Regions from separate parts of the Mus musculus genome. Here region 1 is linked to region 2. The links are chromatin contacts, called in public Hi-C maps. All regions are on one chromosome and are shown on one strand. Each heading gives the region's core, a stretch centred on a gene start, on an enhancer-like site or on the middle of the called end of the contact. The rest is flanking DNA. Distances are from core to core; before and after follow the strand shown.

Region 1 (5,794 bases), core at 2,755-5,254, 260 kb before region 2:
AGAATGAGATATGGTAGAAATAAGAGACCAAATCTACTTTCCTTGCTTGAACAAGTCCCCTCCCTCTTCAGAAATAAGTTTGTAAATCTTGCTGGGCCAAGCTTTGTTTGTTTACTTATTTGCCTTTGCATTGTCAGTTCTGTTCTGTCCCAAATAAAAAATGAGAGCAGAGAACACCCTTCTTCCTGATGTCCGAAAGAGCAGTTTACTTACGCCCAGCTGTTAGCATTACTTTGTCCTTCCCTGAACTCTTTAGTCAGACACATAATGCTAAGTTCTGCTTTTATAGCTTATTTTTCAGGTGTATTATTTATTTGTTCAGTCTTCTTCACAGGCACAAGGGCCTCCCGAGAACTTCAAAGATCACCACCAACAGGACACTGGCTCATCCTTTGCTGCTTCTTCACGGAGGGCAAAAGGAGCTGTAGAGTGGGCCAGCAAGAGGGGCATAATGGATGTGAGAAGGGCTAGATTCCAAGGTGCACGCTAAGATGGGATGCAAATCAAGTGTAGTTCATCAGGTGCCTTTCCAGCAGCTCCTGGATGGATCTCACCCTGGCTGTCATTCAAAATGGACAGTGCTCATGTGGGAAGACTTCATGTTTCTGTTTCAAGAGAACGAAGAAATCTTTCAGAAAGGAGACAGGGGCCAGAGGGTGTGTGTGAGGAAAGTACAGAGGGGAAGAAGGGGGAAAGAGAGGGAAAGGGAGAGAGAAGTAGAGGGGTGAAAGAAAAGTAGAGGGAGGAAGGAAGGGAGACAGAGACAGAGACACAATCACACCCCCTCCACCACTCCCAATATCTCTGTATTTATCCTTTCCACTTCATCTTTTGAAGTCAGAATCGTAGCCACTAGAGGGCAGCATGCAGTTAGGAAACAGCCACGGCTTTCTTTAAATAAATAAGGGCAACTATTCAGGGAAGGCCATTAAAGCCACACTGTGCTTGTGGTCACCAATTACACGTTCTGTAATGATCAATATGTCATGTTTACCCAATCTGAGCTGAAGGCTATCTGGGACTGAGGCTACCAAAGGCCCCCCTCTCTATGACACATTTAGGTTCCTTCTGCCTCCGTTTCAGGGGACTAGTCTTCCTTACCAGCCATGGTTAGTTTTAGCTCAGGGCTTTGGTTTTGGATTTGTTTTTTGTTTTTAAATACTACCTGCACAAATATAAAGAAGCATGCAAACCAATAAAAACAGATCCTCTCTTAGAAAAAGGAAACAAAAAGCACTTGTACCATGGGCACTCCCCCAAAGAAAAGTGACATCCATTGGCGTGGAGTTACCATTCTCTGGGAGCATATTTTAAGTTATTTTTATTTTTTGACTCAAGTGACCATTGGGTCAATACACAGAAATCATGGCTGCTGCTTTTTTAAAGGCAGGTTTTTCTTGCTTAAAACCCAATGAGTGTCTTCCGTCCCTTCTCAGAATATCTAGTCCAGAGTCATCACTCACACTGAGAACAGCAACCGAGTGACCTCCCATACTCTAAGAGACATTGGTATGTGCAGCTTCCACAGATATTAAGCCCAACCTGGTTTTAAAGTCCAGGAAATGGCATTCTAAACTAAAATCACATGGAATGAAAATAATTGAGAGGATTCAACCCAAGATGACAAAAACCAGTTACTTGGTTCTTCTCCCTCCACCCCAAGTAACACAGCGCAGAGTGCAGCAGAAGCCCTAGCAAGCAGGACAGGGCTCCTGCCCTCTTTCTAGGCATTCTCTCAATGTAACAGTCGTGTGACAAAGCAGCCACAAAGGAAAGGTGGGGCCCAGTTAATTAATTAGATTATTATCTCATGATTAAGTGGAAACTTTGAGTTCTCTCTCACCCATAAAAGCAACAGTCTCACTAGATTTGCCAGAGTGGCTGCAGTTGAGGGTTACCAGTGAGGATGACACAATCAGGAAGTAAGATGGGGGTGGGGGTGGGGGTGGGAGAAGTGAATGCTACTCAGAAACACAGCATCCTTCCTCTGCACAGACTTCAGAAGGGTTCAGACAGCAGATTCACACACACACCACCAAGCCCAAGCTACATCTTAGGTGTTCAACAAATAATTTGTATAGACTGGTGATGGAAGTCAGAAGGCAGCCTCATCTGTCATTTTTTCAATTTATTCTATCTTTTAAGACAGCCTTTTGGGGGGGGGTTACAGATTACCCATTCAGCTACAGTGGGTTTCCAGGACTCTCTAGGCTGGGGTGATAAGTACATAGCAATATGCCTGGCTTTATCACGCATGCTTGTCTTAAGAGATGGAACATGACTCCTCAGGTTTGCTTCCCACTGAGACGTCTCCCCATATCTAAGTTGATATTTGTGGACTGAGCACAATGGCCTAAGGGTGCTTCGGAGCCCATACATTTGACATGCCAAAGAGTTGGGTGTCCTCTCCCTAGGAACTGGTTCTCCTTGACTTTCTCTCCATGGGGACCATCCCCAAAACTTCCAATTTAGTGGGTCTGAGTCTGGGACGAGAAATTTGTTTCTTTTGGAAAATTCCCAGATAATGTTGCAGAATGATCTTTAAGAAAGTCTGTTCTAGAACAACCTAAAGGCCCCTCCCCACCCTGCCCTTTTCTTTGGTAAAGTAAATGCCCTCATTTTTATTCATATTTAAAGTTAGAGACACAAAGAATCTGGCTAGTTGAAGATCTTACTGTATTGCACTCTAGTAAATAGAAGTTTTATTTGCTTCCCAAGAGCAGCCAGAAAACAAATGGCACCTAAAACAGATAAGTAATGACTGACTGAAGCGAGGGACAGCTCTTGTCTAGCACAGTATCAGGCCCTTAGTTCAAACTTCAGCACTGAAATAAGAAAAAAAAAAAGATGCACAATATTTGGACATTCAAGCTTTCTCCCATTTTGGGGTTTTATTTTAGTGGCATGCTGATTGCATTAACAGGAGAAGAAAGCAGAGAATGGGGTAGGACTGGGGGTGAGCCTGTAAAACATGATTTATGAAGTACAGAGCAGGGGGAATTGGGAAAACAGCTTTCCAGATATCTTTGCTCCTCCTCCAAGCTGCCAGGCCCCTCTATGAACACACCTGAGAAGTGGGGTTTCCTGGCAGAGTGTGAACAGGGGTGCTGGCTGTGCTCTTAAGAAGACATTCACATTTTGGTTTCAGATCTGTTCTCATCGAGGGCTAGCATCAAAAGGTGGAGGCAGGGCTTTCTCTACAGTTCTGTGTGCTTCCTTGGGCTGAAATTTATCCAAGGAGTTATTGAAAATAAACCCAGGTTTTTAGAAAAGAGGTCAGGGAGGGGCAGGATGGAACTCTCAGACGAAATTAAGCAAATGTAGTAACAACTGAGATTGTTGTAATTCAAGCCCCTAAAGGGCTTCCTCCCTGAGCACACTGACCCAAACTCCGTCTGCCCTCCATTAAAATCCAAGTGAACTGGTTCTCCATAGATGATATCATAATCTTTCTTAGTTCTAGGGTAGTCAAAATTGCCTCTCTCAAAGAAAAACAAAGAGGATCTGTTGATATTTGATCTAATTGAATGAAATTTACATTGTCTGTCTCTCCCTTCCTCTTACCCACCCCTCCCCCCTTCTTCATTCCTTCCTTTCTTCTTTCTCCCACCCCTGCCTCTAGCTCTCTCTGTCCAAAAGTGTGTGTCCAAAAGTCTACTGTTGCAGAATCACAATACTTGGACACTAACAAACTGTACTCCTGAATGTCTTCAACTACCCATCCTCCACCTTCTTGACACATGCTTTTATGTATGTGTGTATATATACATGCACACATGTGTGTACATCAAGACAAAGAAGCACACAAGAGCACTAGAAACTTTCTGGACCCTATTTCTTGCTCAAGATGAAAGCCTAGTAAATACAAAGTACATTAGAAAGGCCTTCATTAGGGTTAGCCTCATTAAAACTTAATGAAGTTACCAGTCTCCCCAGCAATCTTACGAAGGTTTTATTTTGTTTTGTTTTGTTTTTTGCCTGTCAATGGAGCAGTCCCAGGCAGAGAAACAGTAGTGACAGTAGGTGATGCCAGGTGTTATCTGTCCCTGGAATGTACTACTTTGATGACTTAAGATATCACCCCCTTGTTTTAGTTTGACTCTTATTTGTCTGGATTCACCCTGTGGTAAGTTAACATGCCTCCATACTGGAAAAACAAAGATTGCCTATTGTCCAGTATAGCCTAATAGAATACATCTGGCTCTGACAGTTTGATGCCCAGCTCTGAGCCACATTCAGTAACACAAATTAACAGCATAGACATTGCCCACGCTGAGCAGGAAGCAATAACCAGCTACCTGCTACTTGGCCAAAATCTCATTATAAGCCATTACGGTAATTGAGGGCCAAGACTGTGGATATTACACTCCCTGTGCACCAGTGGTTAGTTGAGGAGAAGAAAGACTTGTAATGGAGGAGGTGGGGCAGACAGGAGAAGTGAGGCTGTCACCATGATGTTCTGTGGTGCTGGGGTAGGGAAGGGGTGTTCCTGAGCCATTTCTCTTCTTGCCTTTGAAGCCCACATGACCCCAGGAAGATGATGTAACTTTTGGTCGGCCTCCAACAATGCTATGCAATTAAAAATTGGTTTGAATAAGTAATGGGGACAGCCATAGAGGGAAGATAGGGCAAAACAAGACAGAATGTTCCATAAGTGAAAAGTATCTAAAGTGACGGGGCTCCAGGGGAAGCTGCCCACCCACCTTAGAATGCAGAGATTTTCTAGAGTTATTGCATTAGAAAGTGTGTAAAGCCAGTCCCTCCTCTGAAACCAGTATTCCGAGCCTCAAGGTCATTGCTAAACAAGCTGTAGTGGCTGTATCCTATACCCTAGGTCTCAGCAGAAGATTTCTGGGATTGATGATAGATCAAGATGGGTGAAAAGAGAAGGAAGACCAGGTTTTTCAATCAACTTGGATTTTGGGACAATGAAGATGGTTTTAGACATGGCAGTAATGGTGATAACAGGGAAGAGTCATTCAGGGCAGGGAGAGAAGTTAATGGCGAGTGTATTAGGGACCTCCAGATTCTCACTGCTGCCCATCTTGCTGTGGTTTGGATCATAAATGTCCCTCATGGACCTCTAACACAATAGTCTCTCTCACAGATGTTGGCACATAATGGAGCCTTAGTGGAAGCAGTTAGATATGATGGCTGACTGGCAACAGATGGGGCTGAGAAGCGCATGTGAAGGTTTTCCCGGGGAACATTATGACGTCAAGATTTCCTCTCTTGCCTAATCTCAGAGGCTGGGATCCAGGAAAGGGTGACAAAATCTGTAAATATGAGTGTACCCTCCCTGGTCTTCCTGTGCCCATGAGATGGGCCTCTTTGCCACATCTTTCTTGCCATGATCAACTAAAACCATGAATCAAATGAAGCCCTTTCTCCGTTTACTTATTTTGCTCATGTATTCTGTCACCACAGTGCAAACACTCCAAGGTTATTGTAGGCATAGTCTTGGAGAGGGGGACAGAGGGACCTGTCCCCTTTTATGTATTCCTTTTGTACCCACTCTGTAAGGTGCATGGTTTGCTATGCTGCAAGTTCTTACACGGTATACCACCTTACCACAGGTCCAAAAGCAACAGGGCCAGCTGATTACAGATAGAATCTCCTAAGCCATCTGCTTTAATTGTCACTTGTCCCAAGCATCTGGTCATGGTGACAGAAAGCTGACAGACACAAACACTGACAGATCAGTGACACCCCAAGTCACCAAGCACGGGATAAGCTTATAGAAATTTTAAATAACAACATTCCTTCCTGTCTTGTGTCATCCATAGATACCACT
Region 2 (6,488 bases), core at 3,982-6,481:
AAATTCATTCTTTTTGATAGCTGAGTCGTATTCCATTGTGTAGATGTACCACATTTTCTGTATCCATTCCTCTGTTGAGGGGCATCTGGGTTCTTTCCAGCTTCTGGCTATTATAAATAAGGCTGCTATGAACATAGTAGAGCATGTGTCCTTCTTACCAGTTGGGGCATCTTCTGGATATATGCCCAGGAGAGGTATTGCTGGATCCTCCGGTAGTACCATGTCCAATTTTCTGAGGAACCGCCAGACTGATTTCCAGAGTGGTTATACAAGCCTGCAATCCCACCAACAATGGAGGAGTGTTCCTCTTTCTCCACATCCACGCCAGCATCTGCTGTCACCTGAATTTTTGATCTTAGCCATTCTGACTGGTGTGAGGTGGAATCTCAGGGTTGTTTTGATTTGCATTTCCCTGATGAATACTCTTAAAAAGAGCAGCAAAGGAAACACACCTGCCTGGTTTCTACATACTAAAAGTGTGTTGCCCTTCTAAATGAGGGCAGGCTGGCACAATTAACATTCTACTACAAAATAATGATATCACTTTAAGTCCGTGCCACTGCAGAACTGCAGAATCCCTATCCTCAGAGAACTTACAAATAAATAGGATAGCTGGAGACACACAGATCACTAAAGTATAGCAGGGGACACCATGGAACATAGCACAAGCATTGTTGGTCCCAACAGTGGTAGACCGGAATTCAGAACAAGACCTTGGTGAAATTGGGAGTGGCTGAGCCAAGCCACCCGTGAGGATGGAAGCTGGTCTGACCCTTTACGAATGGGATACATTTGGACAGACAGCATAGAGACAGAAATGGACGATCAAACGGCATCTGAGAGGTTGGGAAGATTGGTCAGTCAGTGAAGTGTTAACTTGCAAGCACGAGGACGGGTGTTGGATCTATACACTCACTTAAAAAAGAAAACAAAACAAGCCAAGAAGGACAGTGTGCAATTGTAATCTCAGTGCTGGGGGAGCAGAGAAAGGCAGATCCTTAACGCTGACCTGTCTGTTAGTCCAGCCCACTTGATAAAGAGAGACCCTGACTCAAAATGGCCAGGTGAATGGCACCCACGGTCATTGATCATCTTTCCTCCACATACATGAGTAGACATATACACACAGACACATACAAAAGTAGTCTACTGCCACCTGTGATGGAAACAGATAAGAATAAATATAGACTCAGACTTAAGATGGTTTGCCATGGACCCTCTTTATGGTGATATAGAAGTATATCCACACAACTATGCTATTTTTAACTTTCATTACATCTGTCATCAAAATATATGAGGTAGCCAACATTTAATTAGAAAATAGCCTTCACTTTGAATGATAATGCTCAAATACAGGAGTGTTCTGGGGAGGTTTAAGGTAGGTGATGTTGAGCTATGAGGTTTGGTAAGTTAGAGGTTTTGAAGAGCATGTTCAGCTTCAATTCAGAGATTAATATGATACATGCAAATTATAAGGCAAGAAGCATCTGGATGAAAGGGGGCAGAACATACAACTGGATCCACTGGGAAATGCTCAGATAAGTAAAACAGAGGCTCCCAGGGGAAGGCAATCCCTTTGGCAAGGGGAAGAAGACACTGCAGATGGTCCATCAGCATTTTCCTCCCCCAAAAGATTCCCATCCAATATAAATCCAAAACACCAGGTTAGGTATGAGAACTATGGACAATCTCCAAGACACTCCATTAAACTTAGGAGTGTTGGACTTCACAGTGGCACAAGAGCCACATGCATTGAACAGAAGCGAAACTTTGAACTTCAATCCGGTCTCACTGGTGCAATGGTCTCTTCTGATGTTGGGCAGGGACAGTGATACTGCCTGGGGTGAGCAGGAGCATCTGGCATGCTTCTGTCAGGATGTTGTAGATACAGTTATTCAGGAATGCCATGAGTTATGCAATAATTTTGTCACAAAGCAAACTTTGGGGTCACTGATTCTGCCCAACTATAGGCTACACTGGGTGTTCTAAACACATTTAAAGCTAGGCTGTGAGGTGCTATGAGGTTCTGTCGACTCAGTGTGTTGAGTGGGTTTTCTTTTAAACTTGCATTTAACATTTGCAGTGGCTTAAATGGGATGAACTCCATCATGATCCAAGGCATCTGTAACTTTGTGCTCTGCCACTGATAACAGAATAACATGCTAGTAGCACTGTTTCATGTATGTAACACATTGGTCACTTTGGAAAAGAAGATGCCAGATCAGTCATCTATCACCATGATAATGTCTTCACATGAAGGAGCAAAATGCTGCTGTGGTATTAGAAGCTGGGCAACATGGATTTGGATAGACATATTTTGGTGGGCAGGGGGAGGGGAATAAAAGGTAAAAACCCCGATAAATCCCCTAAGACATTTCTACTCTCTTAAGATGGAAAGATTAGATTGCTGTCACTTGATGCATCATCTATATCATGACAATATGGAAGAGTGTGCCCCAGGTGTCTCAGACACATAAACAGGGAATTCTGAACTCCTAACAGCCTTTGAGGGTTGGTTTCCACTGGAGTAGTGAAAACCACTTGGCACAAAGGCACAAAAAGTCTGAGAGCCTGAAGCTCTGTCCAGTTTGACCTTGAATCACCACCTAACCCATCCTCCCTCTGGTCATTCTACAACGTGGTCAAGAAACCTAAATTGAATGTTTGAACCTCTTAGCATCTAGTTTATAGAAGTGATGTTCTCTTCCAACCCTGAGGTCACTCTACTGGTTAATAGATGGGCTGGGTTCACTATTCAGGTTGTCTGAGTTCCAGCCGAGTGTGCTTTCTCCTACCACAGGCTACTCTGTAATGTTCCAGCAACAAATTATCCCTATTAAAATGAGCTGGAAGAGCAGGTCATCTGATGAGCAGTCTCCAGAGGGAAGACCTACATCACTTTATCACCTCCCACACTGCGGTAACTATTGGTGTTTATAAAAGGATGGAGGCCCTGGCATTAGAAAACGTATACCATGGCAAGTCTTTGAGTGAGAGCCAGAAAAAGAATAAAAAGCTCCGAGTGACCCACTGCACTTCTCCACTGCTTCCTCAATTAACTCCAAACAGACTTTGTCTGGGATGGAGTGATTTAGTTTCAAGGCAAGGTCAGTCCCACACACCCAGAATAAAGATTGCCAAATATGCTTATTTGAGCTGAATTACATTTGGTGGTTTAATAATATGAATTTACTGCTTTTTCAATGGGGACTCTAGCACTGGGGAGAACTTTAAAATGCATCACACTTAAAACATAAAATTAAATTCAATTAACTTTTATTGGGAGGCTAATACACTAGTACCCTAGAGGGAGAAACAGCTCTCTTGCTTTCCCCAGATTTTTCAAGCAGGTTTCTGGAAGCCTGGCCAAAGATAGAGGATTGGCTTGTTCCCCAATAAAGAACTTCATTGGTCAGTTTAGCATCTGTGCTGTCTTGATGAAGAAGCCTGGGCTTGAAGGCACCCAGCTAAAAGACTCCAGGGGCACAAAACCTAGAATAACAAATAGGTAGAAAATACCATGGATGGGCCTGGAGAGATAGCTCAGTGGTTCAGGGCACTGGCTGTTCTTGTAGAGGAACTGTCCTTAGGTCCAAGCACCTACCAAGGGCTTACCACCATCTGCCAAAACAGCTCAAGGTATCCAATGCCCTCTTCTGGCTTCCATGGGCACCAGGCACACACATGGTGTACATACATAATGCAAGCAAAACACTCATACACACAAAATAAAAATAAAGAAATCTTTTTGAAAAAAATATCTAGAAAGGATGGGGATTTAAGAAAGAAAACACTTTATAAAAAATATAAGACAAAACGAACATGGGGTAAAGTTCTGTATAAAATTCACCCACTTTCTTGTTGCCAAGACAAAATATAATCTATGAAAACATACATGTATGTATGCATATGTGTATACACATACCACAATTAGCCACACATTAGTATACATCTATTAGAGGTTCTCAGTCCAGGCTTTAATGACCTCCTTACTACATTGAGATATTATAAGTTTTTAGACCATAAGAAATGGAGAGGCATTTCTTCCTTTGTGTCTCATAAATGGCCAGTTCAGACATAAGCAGTCTGGCTTGGGAGAAGCTGAATCCTGAAGAGAATGGCCAACCATATTCCACAGACAGAATGAAATCATTCACTTAATCCCCGAACTCGTATCTAATGGATGTGAGTACATCTTGTGTTTTGTCCTAGGCACTAGAGGTTTGTGAGCAAAATAGGCAGAAATACTACCAGCCTTGCAACTAGTACAGAATTGGGAAAATACAGAAATCAAAAACACCTCCTTCACTATCCTACTAAAATCAGTTACAGACTCAATGTGGAGCCCAGTAAAATGTGCTAGCTCTTGTATAGGTTTTCTGTACACACTGCCATGGCTTCTGTGTCTTAAAAGAGCACAGACTTACTGTTTGAATGTTAGCCATTTGTAAACAGGTCCTGGTAGGTGAAATCAAGCTGCTTCTTTTGGATGCTGTGAGGAGTAGAAATGCTTGGAGTTGCCCCTGCCCTGTCTCTCCTGCATTTCTTTCTTTCCATCATCAAAGTGCACTCCCATCTCAGCCCTCTTCATCGCATCACCTCCTGTCCCTGTGACTTTCTCTGAGTCCCTCTACCCAGTGACTGTGTTTATACCAGGCCCATGTGAACAGCCAGAGCTCTTCGAGCTTTGACTGATGGCCTAGAGGCACAATGCTTTCTTGCTCGTTTCACCATTCCATGGTGAAAGACAACAAAACATTCGAGAATCAAAGATCACAAGAATGTTCAAGGTCTGGGTTTCCAAGAGTAAGTAAGATGATGTACTGGAAATGTGTACTGCTATTATTATACCGTTGTTACAATTATCCAGTGATACAATTATCATAGTTGAGCCCACGTCTTCGACTATACAAACCATTGCAATGTCCAGAACTCTCTTCCCACTACTTAAATTACAATCTACTTTGTAAGTCCCTGCCTTGTTCATTCTCTCTGCCTCCTCAGCTAGGAGTGATGCTGTTTTCTTCCCTTCCAACCTCCAGTAATGTAAGCACCAACCATTTAAGACTATGTTATTATCATTGTCATTATTATTATTAGCCACACACACACACACCCATGTATTGTGAGGAAGGCAGAGATGTTTGTCCTATTGCTTACTTAGCACAGAGATGAGGCCACAGTAGATCATTTTTTTTAGATCACTAAGTGACTAAGTGGACTGGTTCCAGAGTTTAGTCCTCAGGGGTCTGCATGAAAAGCACAGTTCCAATGTCACATTCAAGGGGAGCCAGCTGTGAGCTTCCTCATTCCCCTACTACACTGCACTCTGACTTCCAAAATGAAAGCAATCCCCATCTTTCCCAGACATCATGTACAAGATGATGCCCTCCCAACCAGGATGAGGACGGCTTCTGGCCTCCATCTGTGTGCCAAGTAGCACAAGTGTCTGCTATACACCCTGAGGAAGGCAAACAGGACACAGAATAGAACAAAGAGCTCACACCAGTCAAAGCCAGTTTGAGCCAGTCCGCACTGCTCTGAGAACTCCACCCCCCCTCCCTCCCAGCTGGCAAGAGGACAAGAAGAAGATCACTGACTTCAATCTTTGGCCTCCTAACCACGAAAGGACTTGTGAAGGTGAACGGTTTGCAGACGAAGGGGGATATAAAAGAGACAAAACCAGGATAAAAATTAAATAAAAAGTAGCTGTCTTAAACTGTAATTGCAGTCCTCTGCTGAGCACGCTTGCAGATATATAAATGTGATTTACCATCAGCTTGCAACTACAAATCAGGTCTTGAGAAACACTTGTGCTATGAAATTGTTTAATCTCATCAAGCTCTGCTTTCACAGCAAGCCATAAATCACGGAGTCTTTGTTATCATAGACCTCCACCAGCGCCTCTCTGGCAGGCCATGGATCGTGGGTATATATAATCTTGACTGCACAAACACTGGGGTCGACGCAGGCTGAAATACTTTCATAATAGCCACTGTGCAGCTGCTGGAACACAAGCCCATGATGGATATCTCATTTCCTACAGTCGGCATCTATTTCGAGCAAATTATTACCACATAAATTTCTTGTCAACAGAAACGGCCAATTAATTAAGTTAAAAATTTACTTGTGATCACATCTACAAACCAAATAGAACGGCAAGGCAATTTTCCAGTTACTGAATATACTGCAGGTCAGTTTAATGAATAATTTTTAACTTTGTCATAAACTCAAAGACAGGCTAATATCTCCAGAAAACTGAATGGAGACCAGCTGCCGACAGATTTACACAAAATATATTTATGGGGAATTTGATTGCTGACATCTGGGGACAGAAATAAACTTTCTATAATTACAGAGACATCTTTGCCATATATATGGATTTCTTTCACCCAAAAATGCAAATATGTCCTCAGGAAGGGTATATTTATATGTTCAGGCAGGGCTACAATGGGGTTCGATGGCTTTTGGAGAAATCATTGCATTAA

The links. Hi-C and Micro-C count contacts between places; a contact is called where the count stands out from the background.
Region 1: a Hi-C map of the N1E-115 cell line shows a contact between it and region 2, with 7 times the contacts expected there. The contact joins two enhancer-like sites. A contact is called at or near these places in 1 of 15 datasets of contacts at CTCF or cohesin (the NIH/3T3 cell line), 10 of 484 Hi-C or Micro-C datasets (the N1E-115 cell line, cerebellar granule neurons, nephron progenitors and 2 more) and 2 of 9 other capture datasets (embryonic tail and embryonic trunk).

What each region holds. Positions count from the first base shown.
Region 1 is chr14:23,041,646-23,047,439 of GRCm38.p6, reverse strand. The region is part of intron 6 of Lrmda (leucine rich melanocyte differentiation associated); the gene reads right to left. The region is part of intron 2 of Gm10248 (predicted gene 10248); the gene reads left to right. Among named protein-coding and RNA genes, the nearest start is that of Gm10248, 50 kb to the left of the region's middle. Within about 2 kb of position 4,004, at least 3 of the 459 cell types and tissues checked have an H3K27ac peak or open chromatin away from gene starts, as enhancers often do. A contact at or near this core is called in the N1E-115 cell line, where this site is marked.
Region 2 is chr14:22,782,889-22,789,376 of GRCm38.p6, reverse strand. The region is part of intron 5 of Lrmda (leucine rich melanocyte differentiation associated); the gene reads right to left. All of the region lies in intron 1 of Gm30926 (a long non-coding RNA gene), which reads left to right. Among named protein-coding and RNA genes, the nearest start is that of Gm30926, 15 kb to the left of the region's middle. Within about 2 kb of position 5,231, at least 60 of the 459 cell types and tissues checked have an H3K27ac peak or open chromatin away from gene starts, as enhancers often do. A contact at or near this core is called in the N1E-115 cell line, where this site is marked.